2 separate regions of the Mus musculus genome follow, and region 2 is linked to region 1. A link is a contact called in public Hi-C data. All regions are on one chromosome and are shown on one strand. Each heading gives the region's core, a stretch centred on a gene start, on an enhancer-like site or on the middle of the called end of the contact. The rest is flanking DNA. Distances are from core to core; before and after follow the strand shown. Region 1 holds the start of Usp38 (ubiquitin specific peptidase 38). Region 2 holds the start of Orc6 (origin recognition complex, subunit 6).

Region 1 (3,571 bases), core at 922-3,421:
CGAAGGGGGCTGGCTTTGCTTATATAAAATGTAAGGCATCAAGATGGTCTGCTTCAGTAGGCCAGTGAAAGACTTGGAAAAAACTTGTAACAGCTATGACAAACTACAAGTACGATGGCAGGAAGGGGAAGCAAATGCCCCTGGTATCTATTAAACACATCAGACTATGGGAGCCTTTAAAGCTCAACCCTCATTTCTGGCCAGGGTAAAAAGGGGCAGCTCCACTAAGTTCAGTCTCACTCTGGCTGTGAACCTATTGTTTCACAACTGCCAGACTCTAAAGCACCTTCAAGTACAGGCACAGACAAGGTTCTAGGTGAGGTTTTCTAAGACCTTTCCCTAGTTTTTGAGGATGCAGTTCATGATAAAGACAAGACAGATTACTTACTACCTAAGCTGTCACACTTGTCTTCATGCTCCCTGGATCTCCTGTCACATACACTGTCGTGAAGTGAAATGCTGACATTTAAAAAACACTACATGGTATACCGGGACAATAATAGATTGTGCGCGACTCATGAATTAAAAAAAAATGAGACCACCAGAAAACAGGAAAAAAAAAAACCCAACAAGATACCCTTCAATAAGATGATAGGTTACACACAGTAATAATAACTCCCTGCGGCAAGCATCATATATGACCATTAGTCAGTAATGACTAGAAGCTTTTCATCCTGGCTGTCAGCCTGTAAGAATTCCAAAACTGGAGCAGAGGTGGTGTAATTAAATGACTTGTTCAGTGACAAAGGTCTTTGGACTTAGGCATCCTCAATGTTTTGGCTCCAGCGTACCATTCTGAACAAGGCAGTGAAGAGGAGTAACATTTTGCATAAGGGTATTTAGTTTTGCTCTCCATCAAGAACGTCTCTTACTGGAGGAGTTACTCTAATAAAATAGGCTACCTGGCCTCTTTCAGTACCCCCAAAGAGAATGCTTCCGGGGGGGAAAAAAGCGCACTGTGTTGATGAGACACACGTGTTGAATTTCCAAGACACACTTTTCTGAAATAATGACCCTTACCTGTGGAAGAGATGCTTGCAAAAACTTCTTGCAGAGAAGGTAGCAGCGTGGAGGGCTCAGCCTTCCAAATATTCTGTAGTAAGGTACTCACTTTCGTTACCTGGGAGACATACTCCCGTAGTTCCTTCTCCTGAGTGGACACGCACTGGAAATGACCTATCGTTCGAACCAGCTGTTGACAGAAGGTAACTGACAGTTTCCCTTTGGGGACGCACTGCACGAAATCGGTCAGGAGGTCGCTCAGCCGGGCACAGAGCACTGGCTCCGGCCTCTCGCAAACCATTCGCAGGACCTCCACCTGGAGCAGGCTGAAGAGATCCAGCACCGACGGGCAGCTCATAATCAGCTTCAGGCCGTTGTGAATGTAGTCCAGGATGGCGACGTCCTTCCTGTCCACTGAGTGGTAGCCCTGCTGAAGGAGGCCCAACACGAAAGTCTTGTTGAAGAAGGACTCGAACTCCGGCCGGTGGTACCGCGCGTAGGCCTCCAGCACCTGGTGGCCCACTTGTCGCTGGAAAGGGTCCTGGCCCTCCAGGATGAGGCGGGTCGTCAGGTCAAACATGGCCTCGCACTGCGCCTCGTCGAGCCAATGCTCCGCGAACTCCACCACCTTCCGCACAATCATCCGCTTGAGGGGCAGCGGGTGCGAGGAGCTCACCAGGCCTTCCAGAATCTTGTCCATCGTCGCCACTCTGCAAGGCCAGGCCCTGGGGATAAAGAGCTGGCAGCGGCAGCCCCGGGGGGCAGCAAAGCGCCCCGGCGGGGAGGAACTTGGAGCCAACCAGCAGCAGGACCGGCCACCGCCACCGCCGCCTCAGCAGCCACATTTATCGAGTGGGAAGGCCCATCCGAGCCGGGACGGGAGCGAGCGATTCTGGGACGCCGAAAGGCTGCGGGTCCCCGCGGTCCGCCTCAGGGGCCGGAGGTCCGCATAAGGCTGCCTCGCTGGGCCCGCGACCTCTCCCAGCCTCCGGGCGCAGGGACCCTCCAGGCTGAGCTGGAAGGTGAGGAGCGCCTTCGTGTCCCGGGTCAGTGCGGAGCCCCGGCTCCCGCGGGTGGGCAGTTAAAAGTCGCCCTGGGTTGAGTCAGGAGGCACTGTCAATGCGAGTACCTCGATCTGCCAAGGAGAGGAGCCGGAGGCGCGGAACACCCTGAACCCGGAAGCAGAAATACTGGCGAATAGGAAGTGAAGCTCCGAGGTACAGCGGATAGGTCCGCCCTCGCCCCGCCCACTTTTTTCCGGTCCTTTCCCGGCTACGTTCGACCCATTTCCTGCTGGCCCCGCCCCTCCCCCTTCTCCATGTAGCTCCTCCCCCGATAGGCCGCGCCCCCTTCCCTGGCGCGCAGGCGCAGAGGCACGGAGTGAGTCACGCGGCCACTCTCACGTCACTGGAGACTGTGTGGTACGTCACTGGCGGACTTCCGGAGGCGCTGCTCAGGGAGCCTACTCTGAGCTCTGAGGTTCTTGTCGCCGGACGTGGATTCCGTCAGTGGTGAGGGTTAGAAACTCAGAGACCACTCAGCGCGAGCGAACCGAGAGTCTATACTGAGCCGCCGGCGACTGCCGGGGGGAAACCCTTCTCTCAGAGCAGCCGGAAGAACGCACTGTGCAGGGAGCTGTAAAAGGCAGAGAACACGGAAACACTACTTCCTTGTTTGCCGTTGGCAGGGAAATAAAGTAAGCAAGCAGCTTACTAGAAGCCCAAAACGTGCAGTTGCCTGAGGCATTTCCCCGAGTTTCTAGGACAGAGTTGGGGTACAGGACTTTTCACTTTCATCAGGGAATGATGGTGTCAGTTTCCGGGTAAACCAAAGATGGCTCCACCTGAGACAAAATGGAGGAACTTTTACTATGTCATAGTCTGAGACATGTTGCTTATGAAGACAATTCGAGGAAGTGCTATTAATTGTTTAAAATCTTGTGTCTGAGAAAATTTTGGAAACGCGAGAAGAGCACTAGTTGAGGAATGGAGGAAAGTATAAGAAAACAAACAAACAAACAAACCAAGCTTTGGGGGAAATCTTTCTAAAGACCTTGTTAGGCCCAGACATACTCCAATGCCTTAAATGGCTGGGTTTTTCCTCTGAAACAATTGCTAATGTAGAGAGAGTACTGGTGGCTCATATATTTAGTGGTGATTCAAAACAAGGTTGTTGTAAGAATAGATTTTTTAGCGGGTGGTGGTGGTGCTCGCTTTTAATCCCAGCACTTGGGAGGCAGAGGCAAGTGGATTTCTGAGTTCGAGGCCAGCCTGGTCTACAGAGTGAGTTCCAGGACAGCCAGGGCTACACAGAGAAACCATGTCTGGAAAAAATAAAAAATAGTGAGCTTTTGTATTCAGTGTTCAGTGTATAAGCAAGATCCTTCTCAGCTAAATTTAGACCCAGGCATAGTGGCATACACCTTTAATCCATGGAGATAAGGCCAAGCAGATCTCTGAGTTCAAGGCCAGCCTGGGACAAGCAGGTTCTAGGTGAAGAGCTTAACTCCAGGCCTGGTGGTACATGCCTTTAGTTCCAGCATTACAAGAGACAGCCATGTAGGTCTCTG
Region 2 (3,376 bases), core at 564-3,063, 4.3 Mb after region 1:
TGTTTGCATTACCTCCAAAGCTCCTAACACAACCTCTTTCCCACCAGGAGCCCAAAGAACTATAGCAGAATGTTTCAAAAGCACATCTCTGCCATTTATTTCTATCTGGTGCCTAGCACATTCTATAAAATTGAAAGTACACCAGATGTTTGGTTAGTGCTGGACTCAGGATTTTTAGGAGTACAGTACCAGTGATATCAACACTTGCTTCCAGATGCAAAAGTGAGACTTAAAGGCTAACTACCTACTCAAATCATAAAATTGCCTATGACAGAACTGATACCCAGGTTCCATTTTCCAATAAAATTCACAGGGAAAACTGGTCCAATCTGGTTCCCCAGGCACATAAATATAATTTATAGTGTATCCTCAAATGCTTTGTATTATAAAACACTATGTCAACCAGTAAGTGTTGAAAAACAAAAAAGTTAAACTTCACACCAGTCATGTGCCAAATCTCAATTGTACAAAGTTCCGAGGGGGGAAAACATCTTGTAAGGCAATATATTATATTAAATATACATCAAATATTTATCAAATTACGGGAACAAACGCTCAGAACTCAGCCAGCCAGAACCAAAGATGACATAAATACCAAGCTGATCGGAGTCTAGCAAGATCATCATAAAGGTCCATTCCAAAAAAAAGGAAAAAAAAAATCAACAAAAAGATTTAATGCTGGTTTTTCCTATTAACACACTTAAAGTGAAGTATGTGCAGTGGCACATAGAATTATCAATACAAAGAATGAATATTGAAATTAAAAAAAAAGGACATAAGCATAGCACATCCAAAACCACTACCTGTTCATACTACAGCAAATGCTCGTATAACGCAAGTGACAACTTGCCCTGTGGAAAACAGGATCCGAATTTTGCGGAAGTTCCTGTTTATAAGGCTAGTGCCACAAAGCATCACGACATGCTATCGTCGCGGAGAAACCTTTGAATGACTGCTTCCAGCAAGTGAGTTAGAATCCTCAGAGAGCAAATGCGAAACGGAGACCTGTCTCCTATCTGATGGTTGGGCTCAATGAAAAGAAAGCAGGAGTCCTTCGGGAAACTCACGTGAGCAGGTCCCTAGAATTCGCTGACAGGCGCTGCAAGATGAAGGGGGCTCTGCGGCCACGGAAGGCCGGGAGACCACTGCGCCCCCCCCCCAAGGATATTTCCAGCAGAGAAAAGGCAATGGGACCCCCGAGGACAGCTGAGTACAAAGCTGGAAATGCACCATCTGGGCGCGACCCAGCTACGGCGCCAGCTCAGAAGCTCGGGGGCTCCTCACTGTCCCAACTCCGCACAGACCCGGGAGTCCGACTCTCAGAGGGAAGGTGGCCGTTCCGTACAAGAGTCTGACGCAGGCCTCCACCGACACCCAGAACCTGCAGCCCGCGACACCCCTAAGGGAGGCTCCTGGTCTCGGGGTAACGACCAAATTCTGCGCCACCGCCCACCGCAGCCCACCGCAGCCTAACGCGGCCTTCCTCAGCCCGTGCCAAGCCCGCAGGCCCAGCCTGGACCGGACCGGCCTCGATCGAAATGCAGGGCCTCCTACTCCGCCAGCAAGGCTCCTGTCCGCCGAAGGAAAACGTGGACTGCGACTCGGCAACCCAGGCCCACCGCTTCCCCTCACTCACCATGGCGACTCCGGGGACCACAAGCAGCAGCGCCTACCCCGCCGGAGCCGCCCGCCGTCAGGTGACCGAGCCTTGCGAGCCCCGCCCTCTCTAGCCCCGCCCTTGGATAGAAGCGGCTTTTCGATTGGCCCACTTAAAATCTCGCGTAGTTTGGGGAGAATGGGCAGCCGGCGGTGTATAGTGGACGGGGCGGGGCGAGAATAGTACAACGCTGCGGCGAACTAGGGACAGCAGGAAGGGAAGCCTTAGTTAAGGAGATCCGCGGCCGAGGAAGGGCAGCGAGAGAACCTTCTGCGCGTCCACTTCGCCTGGGCCCGCGCCTCATCGTGTGCACATGCGTAGAAGGATGACCAGGATTGGTGTGTGGAACGGTCTCAACCTCTGGTCGCAACCAATCTGGACGCGCCGGGGGTGGGTCTTAACCCTCTGACAATCTGCGCGCGCATTGCTCTTGGCGCGCATTTCTTCCAGCGATGGAGTCGGAGCTGGTACGCCGCCTCGCCCCGCGTCTCGGCCTTGCGGAGCCGAGTGTACTGAGGTGAGTGTGGCCGTGTGTGCGGGTAGACGTCCCAGACTGCGGCCCTGGGTCCTCCCAAGGCAGCGTCGGATGAGGGACTGGCGATGAGGGAATGACCGCACACTGGTCTGGGCGAGACTCGGGCCCAACATCAAGAAAAACTGTTGTTGGCTTGTAGAAGATGGTTTGAGAGGACGTATATAGTCGTCCTTGAAGCACTCTAGCTCTGTTGGATACACTGTGGTCGGAAAAGCCGGGGAGGACCTCTTGTCATTCCTTCAGACTCGATAATCTTGATAAGCCAGCCTTGCAGGGCAGACCCTGTGCAAATCACTATAGATGGCAAGAGAAAGGTAGATTATGGTACAGAGTGAAGAGCTGAAGTGATGAGCAGGGCGTAAGAATTCCAGAAAAGGCCGGGCGTGGTGGCGCACGCCTTTAATCCCAGCACTTGGGAGGCAGAGGCAGGCGGATTTCTAAGTTCGAGGCGAGCCTGGTCTACAAAGTGAGTTCCAGGACAGCCAGAGCTATACAGAGAAACCCTGTATCGAAAAATCGAAAAAAAAAAATTCCAGAAAGGGCCCAGTGGCGTTGGGGCTGATTTATTAAATAGTGGCACGCATGGGAAAATATGGTAAGAGTGGCCCAAATAGCTTCCATTTTCCGAAGCCCTTGAGATTAGGAGGGTCATTGTAGGATCTGTCTTAGGAAATAAAGCTACAGCAGGCAAGTGTGTAGAAAGTTCGTAGGTCTATTCCCAGGGCTACTGACCGGAAATACAATGGGACCCAGAACTATTTTCACAAGCCGCCGAAACTGAGACCCAATCAGTCATTAAGGAAGAGAAAGGGATTTAATTTACTCTAATCTGCCTGAACCAATTCTTTATACTTGTTGAAATAATGTAAGAAGGAAAGGTAATGTCCAAGGAACACGCTTGGACACAGCTAAGTCTGGAGTCATTTTGGTTCTATGTAAAGAACTTCCACCTCTCCAAAGGATGTGCTTTCTAGGCCCCAAATGAACTTGCACAGTAGTTAGGTGGTGTGCAAGTCCACCATGCTGAATTCAGTTCTTTGCCTAAGTGTTGACAAAGTTCTGCAGCAGTTTTAGTGACCATACTGCCTTTATAACCAGGAAAGCAGAGGAGTTCCTGCGGCTGTCTAAGGTGAAGTGTGTCAGTCTGTCTGCACGTAGCTCAGAAACCAGCAATGCTGTCATAT

Evidence for each region. Hi-C and Micro-C count contacts between places; a contact is called where the count stands out from the background.
Region 2: a contact with region 1 is called in a Hi-C map of CD4 T cells, with 4 times the contacts expected there. The contact joins the promoter of Orc6 here to the promoter of Usp38 in region 1.

What each region holds. Positions count from the first base shown.
Region 1 is chr8:81,012,735-81,016,305 of GRCm38.p6, forward strand. Usp38 (ubiquitin specific peptidase 38) reads right to left here and starts at 2,172. Exons shown (of 10, transcript NM_027554.2): 1 at 1,021-2,172. The coding sequence starts at 1,702.
Region 2 is chr8:85,297,819-85,301,194 of GRCm38.p6, forward strand. Orc6 (origin recognition complex, subunit 6) reads left to right here and starts at 1,814. Exons shown (of 7, transcript NM_019716.2): 1 at 1,814-2,174; 2 at 3,291-3,376. The coding sequence starts at 2,110. It overlaps Vps35 (VPS35 retromer complex component), which reads right to left and starts at 1,699. Exons shown (of 17, transcript NM_022997.5): 1 at 1,637-1,699. The coding sequence starts at 1,639.